2 separate regions of the Drosophila melanogaster genome follow, and region 1 is linked to region 2. The links are chromatin contacts, called in public Hi-C maps. All regions are on one chromosome and are shown on one strand. Each heading gives the region's core, a stretch centred on a gene start, on an enhancer-like site or on the middle of the called end of the contact. The rest is flanking DNA. Distances are from core to core; before and after follow the strand shown.

Evidence for each region. A called contact is a pair of places that touch in the nucleus more often than the background predicts.
Region 1: a contact with region 2 is called in a Hi-C map of the Kc167 cell line, with 3 times the contacts expected there. The contact joins the promoter of Sec24CD here to the promoter of lncRNA:CR45298 in region 2. A contact is called at or near these places in 19 of 107 Hi-C or Micro-C datasets (the D17-c3 cell line, the Kc167 cell line, the OSC cell line and 7 more) and 1 of 6 datasets of contacts at active chromatin or transcription factors (the Kc167 cell line).

What each region holds. Positions count from the first base shown.
Region 1 is chr2L:2,234,351-2,242,144 of dm6, forward strand. Sec24CD (Secretory 24CD) reads right to left here and starts at 2,494. Exons shown (of 7, transcript NM_001272988.1): 1 at 1,958-2,494; 2 at 578-1,549; 3 at 59-518. The coding sequence starts at 2,191. It overlaps Tengl3 (Testis EndoG-Like 3), which reads right to left and starts at 3,901. Exons shown (of 2, transcript NM_134816.3): 1 at 3,687-3,901; 2 at 2,726-3,624. The coding sequence starts at 3,857. The coding sequence ends at 2,782. It overlaps Tengl2 (Testis EndoG-Like 2), which reads right to left and starts at 5,034. Exons shown (of 2, transcript NM_164466.2): 1 at 4,842-5,034; 2 at 3,954-4,778. The coding sequence starts at 5,015. The coding sequence ends at 3,996. Tengl1 (Testis EndoG-Like 1) reads right to left here and starts at 6,243. Exons shown (of 2, transcript NM_164467.2): 1 at 5,991-6,243; 2 at 5,064-5,918. The coding sequence starts at 6,152. The coding sequence ends at 5,121. It also overlaps asRNA:CR44115.
Region 2 is chr2L:2,039,630-2,046,948 of dm6, forward strand. It overlaps lncRNA:CR45298 (long non-coding RNA:CR45298), which reads right to left and starts at 5,752. Exons shown (of 1, transcript NR_124025.1): 1 at 4,888-5,752. Su(dx) (Suppressor of deltex) reads left to right here. Exons shown (of 7, transcript NM_164448.2): 2 at 301-525; 3 at 588-730; 4 at 793-1,944; 5 at 2,018-2,940; 6 at 3,024-3,222; 7 at 3,285-4,743. The coding sequence starts at 363. The coding sequence ends at 3,554. Kebab (Kinetochore and EB1 associated basic protein) reads left to right here and starts at 5,865. Exons shown (of 5, transcript NM_164451.2): 1 at 5,865-6,012; 2 at 6,071-6,382; 3 at 6,440-6,589; 4 at 6,799-7,319. The coding sequence starts at 5,981.

The sequences.
Region 1 (7,794 bases), core at 1,244-3,743, 190 kb after region 2:
CTGCAAAATAGTTCAACATTTAATTAAGGCATCATTAATTGCGCCCAAGATCGCTTACCTTCCGAAGTTACTTTGCACATCAGGCACTGGAATCGGCGGCCGGCATCCACGAACTGCATGTTGGGCGACATGTACGCCTTACACCTGTTGCAACGAATTGGTCCCATTTCGCCGAAGTTCACAATCGGTGGCTCCATTTCCCCCTCGCCAACTTTGGCCAGCGGCGAGATGTTCAATGTCAGGGGTAGAGCTGTGGTCTTCAAAAGATCACCCGTGTTGGGGATGCAATAGAGCGAGGAGCGCAGGAAGCGGGGTGAAGAGTTGCCTTGGTCGTGAACCACGAATTTGGTGGTCACCAATGGAGGCAGCAATCCTGGCTGGTTGGTCACAAACGGTCCTCCAGACAATCGCTGGTTCTCAATCATCACCTGGATGGGATTGGGCATTTGATCGGGATCAAGGCGTCGTGCCTGCGGAGCCTGTTGATACATATTTCCTGCTCCTGGCATGGGAGGTTGCTAAAATAGTTATAAAGCAATTAGTTAAAACCTTGTTACAAATAATAATCATGACTTACATTAAAGCCAGGACGTCCTGGCTGACCTGGAAAACCGGCACCTGGCTGAGGTGGATATCCTGGTCCTCCTAGTTGCTGTCCCGGTTGTGGCGGATATCCTGGCATCGGCTGCTGACCGGGTTGTGGGGGATAGCCCGGTTGCTGGCCCGGATAACCAGGTTGTGGAGCTCCGAATTGCGGCGGAGCAGCTGCTTGCTGACCTGGAAGCGGTGGAGGTGCTCCAGGGAAGCCTCCGGGAGCCTGACCTGGAAAGCCACCTGAATATCCGCCTTGTTGGGGAGCTCCGTAAGGCGCTCCTGGTTGCGGAGGCAACCCGGGTTGGGATAGTGGTGGCAGTCCAGGCTGCTGTGGGGGAAATCCCGGCTGCTGCTGTGGTATCCCTGGCTGCTGCAATGGCGGGATTCCCTGCTGCTGCTGAGGTGGCAATCCGGGTTGCGTGTAAGTTGGAGGAGTGGCTCCAGGAGGTAGCTGGGGTTGACCCGGTCGTGAGCTCGGTACTCCATACGGACTTGGGGCAGGCTGGGATGTGGGAATCTGACCGGAAAAGGGTGGCTGTCCGGGAAGTGGCGGTTGTCCGGGTAGAGGCGGCTGAGAAGTAGATCCAGCTGCTGGAATCGGAGGCTGACCAGGTGCTGCTCCCGGCGTTGCCGCTTTCGGTGGCGGCATGTGCGGCAATCCCGCCAAAGTGGCGCTGTTCAAGCTCATCTGATTAATCCCACTGGCCACGCTTTGTGGAGTACTGCTGGGCGGTAGGGCTCCGTTGACATAACTTCCAGCTTGCGTCGGTGGTGGAGCACCGAATGCAGCATTGTTGTTGTTGGTCGGAGGAGGTGCTGCATTAGAGTTAAACTGATTGAAACCGGTTGGCGGTGGTGCCGCAGCAGCGGGAGCTCCTTGGGGGAGTGGTGGCTTCAGGGGATTGGCCCCACCGACACCGCCACCCACACTCAAACCTCCCATCGACGTGGCCAACTGCAAGAGAGAATGTTTTTTTTTTTTTTTTATTAATTTCACTTCATTTTTCTTATCTACAAGCTCAGCTTCACTCTTCTATTATGAAATCACGGATGACCTCTTTTACTGAATGAAGTGCTCGCAGCCGAAATTTCTAAACTTAAAAATACTGTCTTGGTTTAGGTATTCCTGTGCGTCATTGAGATACTTCCCATTGAATATCTGTATATCAAGGTGGCCAATTGGTTCAAAAGAGTAACGTAATTCTGCAATGCTTTTCAGATTCTAACCCTATTCTTATTATCGACTAGCTCAATAGGCTATTGCCAGAATGAAGCTGAAGGGAATACACATATATTTGACGTGTGCAACCGGATTGTCTTCCGATTCTCGTCAAAGCTGCCATGGTTAAGGCTATCTATTCACCTGCTGCTGGTAGTTGCCATTGAGGTAAGGCTGGGATGCCGCCGACGTTGGTGGTGGTGCTCCGTACTGTGGTTGTTGTTGCTGCTGCTGCGGAGGCAGTTGTTGCTGCGGCGGCTGCTGCTGCGGTAGTTGTTGTTGCTGCGGTGGCCAACCTCCGGAATTCGGAGGAGGAGCCCCAAACTGGGGTTGCTGCTGGAACTGCGTGGGCGGTGGCCCGTACATATTCGGATTCATTTCTGGCCCGGATTAATCACCTGGGTTTTAGCGGAGAGGGTCGACGCTAAGCCAACAAACAACTTTCACGGAAAACGAAGAGAAAACACACACGGATTGGCTCAAAGTTCGCCACGGCGATTTAGCAATTTCGGGGGCTGCTCGGCCTGATTCCTGACCACTGACTCCTCGATTTTGGCCACTCGGTGTTGGCCTCAACTCTCGACGGCCGCGGCGGACGATCGCTGGTTGAAAAACAAGAATAATTTCGAGCTAAACGAACTTCCACGTCAGTTCCCTAATTCGATCTTTTTTGCTCTTTTTGCCTTGCCACGTAAGCTATCGGTAATCGGCAGTGGAAAATCGAATGTCAATCGATTGTGCTCTTTCGGCTGCCATCGCCGAATCGATAATCGTGTTGAACTTAACAGCGCTGCTGTTAGCGAACAGCTGCGAGTTATGTTATGTGTAAGGTGGTGCAATAGAATGCAGTGACGTCATTAAATACGTTGGGTTAAAATAAATAAGTGAATAAGATATAATCAAAGTACATTTAAAATAAATATGTATATTTTCACAATTTTATCAAAATATTCCTTACATTCAGGGGTTTATATTAAATTTAATTTCTGGTCGGGAGGAAATGTTACCAAAGGCTCAGAAATTTCCTCCAACCTGCCGGCCCAAGCCCTGGTGTCCACCGTAAATGAGTCCTTCCCGAATTGGACTACGGGTTGCATGATCTTGTTAAATCGCAGTCCTGTGTAACGCTCTATTTCGCCTACTTTGACGCGGTGGTCATTCAACTTGCCGCCAACCCTTCGGCTGTTTTCGATGATAAATGCTTCCATGAAGGGTTGGGATCCCGGAACTCCACTCTCCACGATTAATACCTTAAAGAAATGGGATGGCACTGGTATCGGAATCCAGTCAAACACCTCATACTTCATGGTCCATTTGCCAATCTCGTAACATGTTGGGGTGTATATCGGCCCAGTGTAGGCGTACACTGAGCCAAACTCCTTGGCCATGCTGGACACGTAGTTCTCCAGATCGTTCCAGATTTTCCGCTTGAACGCCTTGCATATGCTCATCGAACCGCAGCTCAGCACATACACATCATTGTAGCGAAGATTCATGGTGCTATATCCGCCTCCATCCGACGATACCCTTTGATAATCCCCACGGAAATGCTCACAAATCCATCTGACGCCGTTCGTGCGCAGGTCCTGCGAAACCACGTAGTCCTTATGGACGTACAAGTTCTCCGTGCTGGGCAGTCCATACTTGACTAGGTCGAGCAGATCAGTTGTGGTTGCCGAATCCCATTTCAGCGTCACAGTAGCACTAACTAAATCGAGGATCGGTGATAATACCAGCTCCCTGAATTTGTCGGCCCATGAAGTAGGACGATTCCACAAACGGGCCTCATGGTCTGTCCCAAAGGTGGATAACTTGTGGGAAAATATTAGAATTAAAATCTTACAAACATTTCTAACTTTTTCATATCGCTCACCATCGGATATAACTTGTGACGATGATGGTAGACATAGGGATCCCTTCGAATCTGCTGGAGCAGCTGCCTTATGGACGCCTCTTGTTGGACAAAGGCTCCACACACAAACCCGGTTACTCCCGCAAGGGCACATAAAGCCCACTGATGAACATTTGATTCGCTAAAGGACATAAGTGGGCCTTACAATAATTTCGTGTAGTGTTTCTTTGATGAAGTGTGTAATGTAACAATTTGTCGATATGTCAGTCGGAAGAAGATAGCCTGCTTGCAGTTAAGTTAAATATATATTTAACGATTGGGATCCCTCCACTAACTGAATTCGCGAAAAACTCGAGATTCACTTGGATAATTGCTGCCGAATAGGGCACTCCTTCTCAAACCATCGAAGAACTTGAGACCTGCGTAGTGCTCAATCTCCCGGATGTCGCAGAGAAACGATCGTAGTGGCAGACCATCTGGTATTGGAGCATTGGGCAGGACATAGCCCTCCATATAGGGTTTACCCAGGTGCAGTTTTGATTCCACCATGATCACCTTGAAGAAGTGCGTCGGAACTGCAACCATATTCAGTCCGATCATCTCGTACTCCACGGCCCACTTACCTCCCGGTCTTTGATTGGGCTTATATAGTGGACCAGTACACACGAAAACGGATCCAAATCGGTGGACCAGATTTCGAACATATTGTTCCAAGTTGTTCCACGCGCTTCGGTTGAAGCCCTGGCCCACTTGTGGGGCAATATTCGTTAGGAAAAACGTATCCTCGCAGTGATTCTGTTGCAGATGGTGATTTCCTGCGGCTGCCAAGTGTCCTCGGTCGAATCCAGATCTCCGATAGTCGCTCAGTTCCGATCGGAAGTTGGAGGGAACACTCAAATCCGGCTGGTATGGGTTGCGACCACGTCTGCCTCGATTCGGATGTATGCTGTCCGCCTGGAGGTGCTCGCACACCCAGTGGGCCACTCGGTTTCGGCGATCGTAGGATAGTACGAAGTCACTATACAGACGCAAGTCATCCAGGCCAGGGAACCCAAACTTCATGATCTGCCTCATCCGGTGATCGTCTTCATTATTGCTCTCAAAGAAAGTAAACTGGTTAGGGAAATTATTTTGGTGCAAGTGTTACTTATATTCTTTTACTACAGTATTGGTTACCACTTCATAAATTTTGGGACTGAGATAGTAGGCATAGGGATCCGTTTGTATTAGTTCCCGCAGGCGTTTTCTGGCATCTGTGTGCTGAAAATACATTCCACCCACGAAGGATGCACAGAGCGCAGTCACTCCCAGGACGAAACCCAGTCCCAGGAGCTGCCATTTTCGGTCCATGAAATGGGCTCTGTGAATTACCCCTCAAAAGCAAATAAAACATTGTTTATCTGAAGGATTTCTCATGGCCATCATTGTCTCCTTCAACATATATGTATTTATATTCTATTTTGGAGAAATACTTGATGTGAGGGCACTGTGACTGTCTAAGGCATTAGTCATCGGCAACGTTAACGGATTTGTTAAAGGACCGTTTACTGAGGGGACAAATGAATTTGATGCTTGGGTGTTGACAAAGTTGCGGTCGAGTCCTTCAAAGAACCGTAGACCAGTAGCGTTTTCTATTTCCCGGACATCGCTGAGAAGCGTCTTCAGTTCGACATTGTTGTTCAGCGGAGAGTTGGGCATCACATAGGCCTCCGCATAGGGAATGGTATCGCCCGCGAACTTCTTATCAATGACCAGGATCTTGAAGAAATGGGTGGGTACGGCCACCATGGTTCTCTCCTCCGACTGGAACTCCAGGAACCAACTGTTCGACTTTAGCTCCCGGGGCAAGTAAATTGATCCGGTGTAGGCATACACGGTTCCATGTCGTTGACTCATCTCATGGACGTACTGCAGCAGTCGATCCCAGACAGTGAGATTGAACCCTCTGTTTAGAAAGGGCCTAATGTTGGACAGGAAAAATACCCTGGCTGCCTCCGACTGTCCAAATGCTCCAGCTGGAGCCACGGATGTGGAATCCCCGTAGACGACGCGATTGGACAGATCTACCCGCTCGCACATCCACAGAATCGCAGAGTTTCTTCGATCGAAAGAGGTCACAAAGTCAAAGGTCTCATTTATGGTGATATCATTGGTGCTGGGGAAGCCGTACTTCATGATCCCGCCCAGCTTGTGGCAGTCATCGGTATCCACGTCGAATTCTGAGTTATCAGGGCGCACAGCGAAAATTCCCAGCTATAGATATGTTTAAAGGGAGTAGAGTTCGCTAATATATATATTATCTGAATCCTTAATCTATTTCCTTACCAGTGCGTACAGTTTCCTTCTGATAAAGTAGGCATGTGGGTTTCGTTGCTCCAATCGTCGAATCTTTCGCATGACATCGATGTGCTGATAGTAAGCTCCTAGTGCAAAAAACGATCCAGCAGTGGCCAGAATACCAATAATGCCCTTCACCGGCGCTTCCATCGATCCTTTATATCAAATCCTAGCAATTTTGTCTTATAAATTAGAAACAAATTCGAAATCGGTAACTTGTTTATTGTGCTGCAAGTAAAAGCTATGAGTTGTGTGTAGAAACTAACTTGGTTGTGCCTTAAATTTGAAAGTACTTCCCCCAAAAACCTGACTTTCCTGCAGTTAATCTTTAAAGTTTCCGTGTCCAAGTTCAGACCCGACTGCACTTGCCAACTGCATTAAGTCAATAGAAAAAGTTGCAGTCATCGTTGTAGAGCTAAAAACTAAAAGTCCCCAGGACAAAACATCCCCCATTCCCCCATTTGCTGCCCCCTTGAACCGCATAATAAGCGCTTTTTGGGGCTACGCCTGACTAAACCAAAAGCGGCGTCAAGATTTATTCTCGGAATCTCGTCGTACTTTGTTATGCTTAAAAATGTTAGTTGTGGATTTACAGTTTTTCCGTTTTGGCCAGAAAACTTTTCACCCTCCGCTCCGAAACTTTGATCGGTAGAGTGATGAAAAAGTGGACGAGCAAGGGAGGTGGGATGTTGAATTGTTGTTGCCAAAACTATTTAAATTTAAACCATATTCCAATGAAGTTATTGAATTTTCCGATATAGGCAAAAGGCAAAACCCTTTCACTTAAATCTCTGCGAAACAGTCTTTAAGTTAAGCTCATTCCAAGCTGGGCAAAAACTTTTTCCGACACATGACAAGGGATTCAAAGTGCAGTAAATTTGTTCGGAATGGAAAACTGTGACCAAGTCTCTGAATTTTCCTTTTCCAGGAACCGAATTCAAATTTCACCCTCAGCCGCAGGAATTCTGCACCACATCCTTCATCCATTTCAGTTGGTCGCGAGGCATTGCCAATTAATTTCCAACATCTAATTGGTGGTTGGCCAAATTTATTGGTCTCGTGGTGGATGGGCTGTTTGCCCTGCCCCCCCAGGATCTGTTTGCGTATTGATTGATGCCTGGAGGTCCTTGTGCCAATCTGAGGTGAACTGCATACCTTGTCGAGGGCTCAAGTAACTCGCTTTGCCCCTCGCGGATTTTCTAATCAACAAGGCAGCAGCCCAAATTTGCATAATTAAAACGTTTTCATGTGGCGCAGGTGGAAGGCAAGAAAGGCCACAAGAAAACCCACCCGCCCCAATTTTCCATTTTCTTTGCCAGCCGAAAAACTGACTCGCTAAGTGACTGAAAATTTGTCGCCTCATTTGAGTTTGGATTAATGAATTATGCACTCGGGGATGCTTAATTAAGCGGGTTTCGAATGTGATTAGGACCACGCAATTAGCCGATAGGTCTGAGCATTTTCGGGATCTGCGATAAGCATTCGCGCTGACTGACAGCCATAAAAACGTGGCCCCAGGATTCGGAAAACCATACTCATTACGCTGCCTTTTTCTGTATTTTACAGCAGGTCAACTTAATGGGGTAATTAACTTATCTGGGTTAAGAAAGGATGGATCGGTTAACCTTTTATGCGTGCCAATTAGCGCCAGAAGGGCTTATGGTTTTGTATAATCATAACAATTTGTCGGTTTTTTAAGGATATTTACTTAAAACTGCATAATACACTTATAATTTTCATGAGTTTTTGTTGTTTTAAACAGATAACAGCACTTTATATTTCTTTATACCTC
Region 2 (7,319 bases), core at 4,502-7,001:
CATAACACCTAAAAAGTGCTTAGTAAATCACTCAGGGTTCCCATAAAGGCCTGTTGGTAATCTGTAAACCTAGCAAAAGTGTGTACAACACTTTTATTCGGATAGTTATTTCCACTCTATAAAAGCTTCCTGTTCAACAGCATTGTACATTTTTGGGTATTGATAAACCATTTACGTATGTAGACCGTGTTCCGGACTTATCTTATCAGTCCAGAACACGCAATTTCCCCCCATTCGATACTTTCCACCACCAATATTCAATAGCAGCGTGCTCAATACTGGCTTTCTCTTCACTCAAAGGGAGGAATATAAGGCGGAGGAGGAGGCGGAGCACCAGGAGCACTCACACACTCAGCCACTAAATGGCCGATGGAAATGGGCTGCCAGCGGGTGCAGCTTCCGGCGGCATGGAAGCCGGGCAGACAGTGAATGGAGCGGGATCCGCCAGCCCCACGCCCACCTCCAGCTCGGGGGCGGGGGCCAGTGGGAGTGCCAATCAAGGATATCATCAATTAAGCGTGACAAGTGAGCAAACAAAAGAAAGTGAAACATTCTGTTCAATCAATAATGGCCCCAAATCCTTTCAGTCGAGGAGGCTTCGCTGCGCAACAATGGCTTCCTCAAGCCAAATCCCTACGTGGAGCTCTTGATTGACAGCAAAAGCAAGCGGAAAACGGACCTGGTGAAGAACAGCTATTTGCCCAAGTGGAACGAGGAGTTCACAGTGCTGGTGAGTAGAAACAGTAATAAAAGTCAATTATTTGTAATATCCACGGGATCTATCGTCTCTAGATTACACCCAATTCAACGCTGCACTTCAAAGTGCTGGATCACTCCAGTTTCCGTAAAGATGCCATGCTTGGAGAGCGGATCATCAACCTGGCGCACATTCTGCAGCACTACAATGGGCGGTGCGAGTTCCTTGAGCTGACCATCGACCTGTTCGTCACCAGCAAGTCGGACAATCGCCAGACGAAGAGCGGCGAACTAGTGGCCATCCTCAATGGCCTCAAACTCGATATGAGCAAGCTGCAGATTCAGCCAGTGGCTGGCCAACAGAATGGCAATCCACCCGTCCAGGCGGTCAATCCGTCGGTGGTCAGTGATGCGGCCGCCGGACGAAGTTGCATGATTTACGGTGGAGTACGGGCACGGATGCGACTACGCTCGAGCAGTGGAAATAGCAACGGCGGAGAGACCCGCTCTCCTCTGCCGAATGGAGGTGGAGATCACAGGAGATCTACGCAGGCGCCCCCGGTGTGGGAACAGCAACAGCAGCAATCCCAGAATCAACAGCAGCCCCTGAGAATGGTCAATGGCAGTGGGGCGGCCGTGCCGCAGACAGCTCCGTATCCTCAGCAGCCACCAGCTCCCGCACTAGCTCGTCCTCTAACCCAAGTGTACGGAGCGCTGCCAGAGAATACACAACCAGCTGCTGTTTATTTGCCAGCTGGAGGAGGAGCAGCAGTAGGACCACCTGGAGTAGCAGGCCCACCAATTGAACAGCCAGGAGTTGGACTGCCCGTGAGCCAAAGCACAGATCCGCAACTGCAGACACAACCAGCGGATGATGAGCCGCTGCCTGCAGGGTGGGAAATCCGTCTGGACCAGTACGGTCGCAGATACTACGTAGATCACAATACACGATCCACATACTGGGAGAAACCGACACCGCTGCCCCCGGGCTGGGAGATCAGGAAGGATGGGCGCGGTCGAGTTTACTACGTAGACCACAACACAAGAAAAACTACCTGGCAGCGGCCGAACAGTGAGCGTCTGATGCACTTCCAGCACTGGCAGGGTCAGCGGGCCCACGTCGTGTCTCAAGGCAACCAGCGATACCTGTACTCCCAGCAGCAGCAGCAACCAACGGCGGTGACAGCCCAGGTGACGCAGGACGACGAGGATGCACTGGGTCCACTACCAGATGGCTGGGAGAAGAAGGTAAAGCCGTTTGTCTAGATTAGAAAAAGTATTTATTTTAACTCGTTCCTTTATTTACTTAATCCTTACGCAGATCCAATCGGACAACAGAGTGTACTTTGTTAACCACAAGAACCGAACCACCCAGTGGGAGGATCCACGCACGCAGGGCCAGGAGGTGAGCTTGATCAACGAGGGCCCGCTTCCACCCGGCTGGGAAATCCGCTATACAGCCGCCGGTGAGCGCTTCTTCGTAGATCACAACACGAGACGAACCACCTTCGAAGATCCTCGACCCGGTGCTCCGAAGGGCGCCAAGGGAGTGTACGGAGTGCCACGCGCCTACGAACGCAGCTTCCGCTGGAAGCTGTCGCAGTTCCGGTACTTGTGCCAGAGCAACGCTTTGCCATCGCACATCAAGATCACGGTGACGCGACAAACCCTGTTCGAGGATTCATACCACCAGATCATGCGTCTGCCAGCCTACGAACTGCGAAGGCGGCTCTATATCATATTCCGCGGCGAGGAGGGACTGGATTATGGTGGTGTATCTCGCGAGTGGTTCTTCTTGCTCTCCCACGAGGTTCTGAATCCCATGTACTGCTTGTTTGAGTACGCGAACAAGAACAACTACAGCCTGCAGATAAATCCCGCCTCGTACGTGAACCCCGATCACCTGCAGTACTTCAAGTTCATCGGTCGCTTTATTGCGATGGCCCTGTATCATGGAAGGTTTATCTACAGTGGATTCACAATGCCATTTTACAAGCGCATGCTGAACAAGAAGTTGACCATCAAGGACATCGAAACGATCGATCCGGAGTTCTACAACTCACTTATCTGGGTAAAAGATAACAACATCGATGAGTGTGGATTGGAGCTCTGGTTTAGCGTGGACTTCGAAGTGCTCGGTCAGATAATCCATCATGAGTTGAAGGAGAACGGGGAAAAGGAGCGCGTCACGGAGGAGAACAAGGAGGAGTACATCACCCTCATGACGGAGTGGCGGATGACACGGTATGCATTTTACTTGATAAACGACAATATGTTGTCAATATGGGTGTCATTTTTGACTCGGTATTAACTGATTCCTATTGCAGTGGCATTGAGCAGCAGACAAAGACGTTCCTGGAAGGCTTCAATGAGGTGGTGCCCCTGGAATGGCTCAAGTACTTTGACGAGCGCGAGCTGGAGCTTATTCTGTGCGGCATGCAGGACGTGGACGTGGAGGACTGGCAGCGCAACACCATCTACAGGCACTACAACCGCAACTCCAAGCAAGTTGTCTGGTTCTGGCAGGTGGGTTCCTTTGTGTTCTTTGTGCCCTTTCCATTCGCTAATCCGGATAATTGGCTCCACAGTTTGTTCGCGAGACGGATAACGAGAAGCGAGCTCGCCTGCTGCAGTTTGTGACGGGCACGTGTCGCGTGCCGGTCGGAGGATTCGCCGAGCTGATGGGCTCCAACGGGCCGCAGCGCTTCTGCATCGAGAAGGTGGGCAAGGAGACGTGGCTGCCGCGCTCGCACACCTGCTTCAATCGATTGGACCTGCCGCCGTACAAGAGCTACGATCAGCTGGTGGAGAAGCTGACCTTTGCCATCGAGGAGACTGAGGGCTTCTGCCAGGAATGAGTGGCAGTCGATTTGTGGTCGGTTTGTTGATTAATGTTTAATTCCAGTTAAGCGCCTGCTTTACCGTCCCCTCCCCCTTTCCATTTGACGACCACGTTGCGTTAAATAGTTACTGTTATTATTATTATTACATACGTATGTATTACTACTGTATACTGTAAACACGAAACACACACTTCTGTCTGTCTATTCCTATGTTCGCAACCGATATCACACGAGATATTTGTTAAAAGTGCACGAAACTTGAGAACAATCTATGTATGAATGTATTGAGAGCCTATTTTAGAGATATTTATAATTTGTTAGGCATAATTTATCCACTGCATAACTCTCCTGTGTAAATTTAAGACAAAGTTTGATTGATTCGCTTCTGTTGATATTTCTTACGACCATCTATCTTCAAATGTAATTGTCATACATTTCTTTGGATCCTTGTTTTACGCCGATAAATAAAACCACCTACCGTTTAGCTTCAGCTAAGCCTTTAAGAACTTAAGCACCGCCATTCCCAGAATATATTCAAATTTGAACTTGGGCTTGCTTAGGGCATCCATCCGTTTGGATCACATCAAACTGTCTAGCAATCGCAACTAAATGTTACGTTTTCGCCATAAGATTGCACTCTGATTGCTTCTAGTTCAATTGTACAACGAGCCCCGGCTTGCATGTTTTTAACCACAATTGGTGAATTTATATTGATACGCTCCACTGTAAATAGTTTACTCGACCGAATTCGAATTGTTGACGAGCTGAGTTTGGTGTACTGGCAAACTGTTTTAGCTGTTCAATTGTTTATCGAGCATACACAGAACTTTAAATAGAAACTATATTTTAAATATGTATATCCACACTAACGACGCAGACATCGTGAGAAGTGAGAACTTGAAACACCGCAAACAAACAAACAAAATACGTTAGGATTTTAAACGACAAACACGAGAATACACTTAAACCAATAATGAATTCAAATAGCAATAATTGTTAACAAAACTAAAGGCGATTCGTATATTAACTACGCTACACAAAAGTGCGGACTAAGACAAATCGGATGATTAGGAGGTGCGGCGTATATAGGGTTGATTGTGTACGAGTACATATTAAATATATATATATATATTAAATAGATTTTATTTAGTTTAATGCAATGTGTACTGTATTATATAAAATAAATGCAAAATTATTTAGTGATACACGGCCGATGGATGAAATACTTGATACTTGGCGTTGCTGTGTCGACATTTGCGGTTGCTTTTCGCTTAGTCGGCTGCCAAATCGGCGATGCGGCAATAAATGTAATTATTTTAAGCGCATTTTTGGCCGCCACTTGCATTTTAATGCCCCGCAATTAAAATCTATATCACATATGTAAAAATCGCATTTCCACACCAAACGAGTCTCGTTTCGGTCAGCCAGTGAAATGGCCACTGATAACATCGCCATCATCATCCCCGTCATCATTGCCATCATAACCACCAACATCACTATCGTTATCCTGGGCTGTCTAACCTACATTTTTGCAGCGCCTCCTGGTGGGCGGGCGCTCAAATTTAACAAGCTGCTCCATTATTTATTGCGGTTAAATTGCAAAAACACAGCAGTCAAAACAGGAAAACTACACAGCGTACAGGTGGCGATGCACTGAGAGGATTTTGCTGGTAGATCCTATCAAAATGGTGCTTAAACTATTTTCTGGTTAAATTTGGGGTTCCATCCTTTTGGGGGTATACATATGTGACCATACATTTTTTAAAGTGCTTACTTGGGGGCCCCGCAGATAACACCTTCGCGAAGCTCTGGGGATTGGGGCTATGCTACTGCGGCCCTCTGACTCATGGCTCCGAGCTCCATGTTCCGGACGCCTGGCGGCTCCTCTGCCTCTTCATTCCTGGCTGGCCTCCTGCTGGTTTCTCTTCCGACGCGTGTATTGTTTCGTAATTACGCCGCAAATGGGCGGGGTCGTGGGTCGGCGGACGCGGCACCTTTCGACGCCCACCTGGGAACCTGGGAACCCGTGCTCGTGGTAGGTGCAACCAATTTTCACTTTCATCCATGATTTATGTTCTCACCGCCCGGGTCGCCTTGCCAATGGATGCAGTTTTAAAGTTAATAAAGGTAGCGGTGGGCGCTGCTAGTAATTGCTGGCGAGTGCCACTTATTTTCAGCCGCCTGGTGAATGAGCACGAATCGATTTCACTTTTGGTTTTAAAAAACCGTTTGGTTTTATAATTTAATCGATCCTTTCCCTGCTGCCACAGCTGATCGCCGAGTGCTGCCACTTGTATCCTCTTCTGTGGCAGCGTTGCCAGATGCTGTCATGTCACTTACATCTGAGCATTTGTTGTCACTGGCTTGTTGTTATTGCTCAAATTTAAAAAGTGTAAATATCCTGAGGAAAATTAAAAACACTTACATTAATTGCTTGAAAAATGAGTAGTATGGCTAAATCGCCAGATATGCGGTGGGTTTGGCAACAAGTCCATGTTTTCTCACATACTAATTTCGACATCCTTGCTTAGAACTCCAGGGTGCTGCTCCCCCTTGCGTACAAAGGAATTGCTGGAGAGACAAAGGTCCAGTAGGTGCACCCCCGCAAAAGGATATCTAACCCCACGCAACTGCCAGAGCCCCAAACACCCAGAGATGCGGATACCTTCCATATTCGTTACCGATGCCGACTACGGCTTGGAGCGCCCGAAACAATTGCTACAGCGCCTGGAGCGATCACTATATCGATCTTCCTCTGCTTCCAAAGTACCACCAAAACACTCATTGTTAGCTTCCCAGAACAGGCAGCGGACCTGGGAAGGACCCAAAACACCAGAGTTCCGGTAAAGTGAAATTCCAATGACCCAAGTTCTAATCAACTTCATTGCTATTCTCAGTAGCCGTACCAACAAAACTATACCCGCTTCGGAACCTCGTCCAAGACGTGCTAAGGAACTTCTGGAGGATCTTAGGTCCAAGCATCAAGGAACTCCTGCCACGAAAATTCCGTCCCAGAGGAATCCAAAGGAAAACCAAGAACTTTCAAAGAGGTGTGTTAAGGATATTTCTAAAGGAATTGTGCATTAAAATACCGCTTCCATTATTTAAGTTTTAAAATGCTGTCTATTGAATAGCCAATCAATTCCATATCCCAGTCAATATTAAAATGCTACTAAAAAACAAAAATGGCTTTTGACGCAGCTTTCCCTGCTAAAAACAACCTAGTCGATATCATCTCATGTTTTCTGCTATTTAACAGCCATACATGCATACCATCCTCGGAGCCACAGCCTATCCGTCCAAAATTGATCCTCGAACGGGAGCGCCAGGAGTCTATAACCAATCGCTTGGCATCAACTTCTATTGACCGCCTAAAAACAAAGCCACCAAGGAGTAGCTTTACATCGAGCAGGCTTCTAGTGCCACAGATGGGATTTTCGTACCCCAAGGATCCGAAAAGGCTTCACGAATCCGACAAAGGAATCAAGCTGACCACCTCAAAGCGAAAGTTGGACTTCAAAACTGAGCTGGGGACTGACTGGCTGCGGCGGGAGCTGGAAAAGATTGGCAAGGAATGGCGGAAAAAGACTGACTACCAGTTACGTCAGCTTATCTCGGGTTTTGTGAAACAACTAGTGCGCCTCCTACCCTTTAATGGGATAACATTTTCGCATCTTAGCAGGGATTGCTATGTGCAGCAGATGGTGGAGGCACTGCAGCAGCTGCAGTACACCAAAAAGGTGAACAAAAGCTGGCTTCAAACGCCGAACAGCACACAAG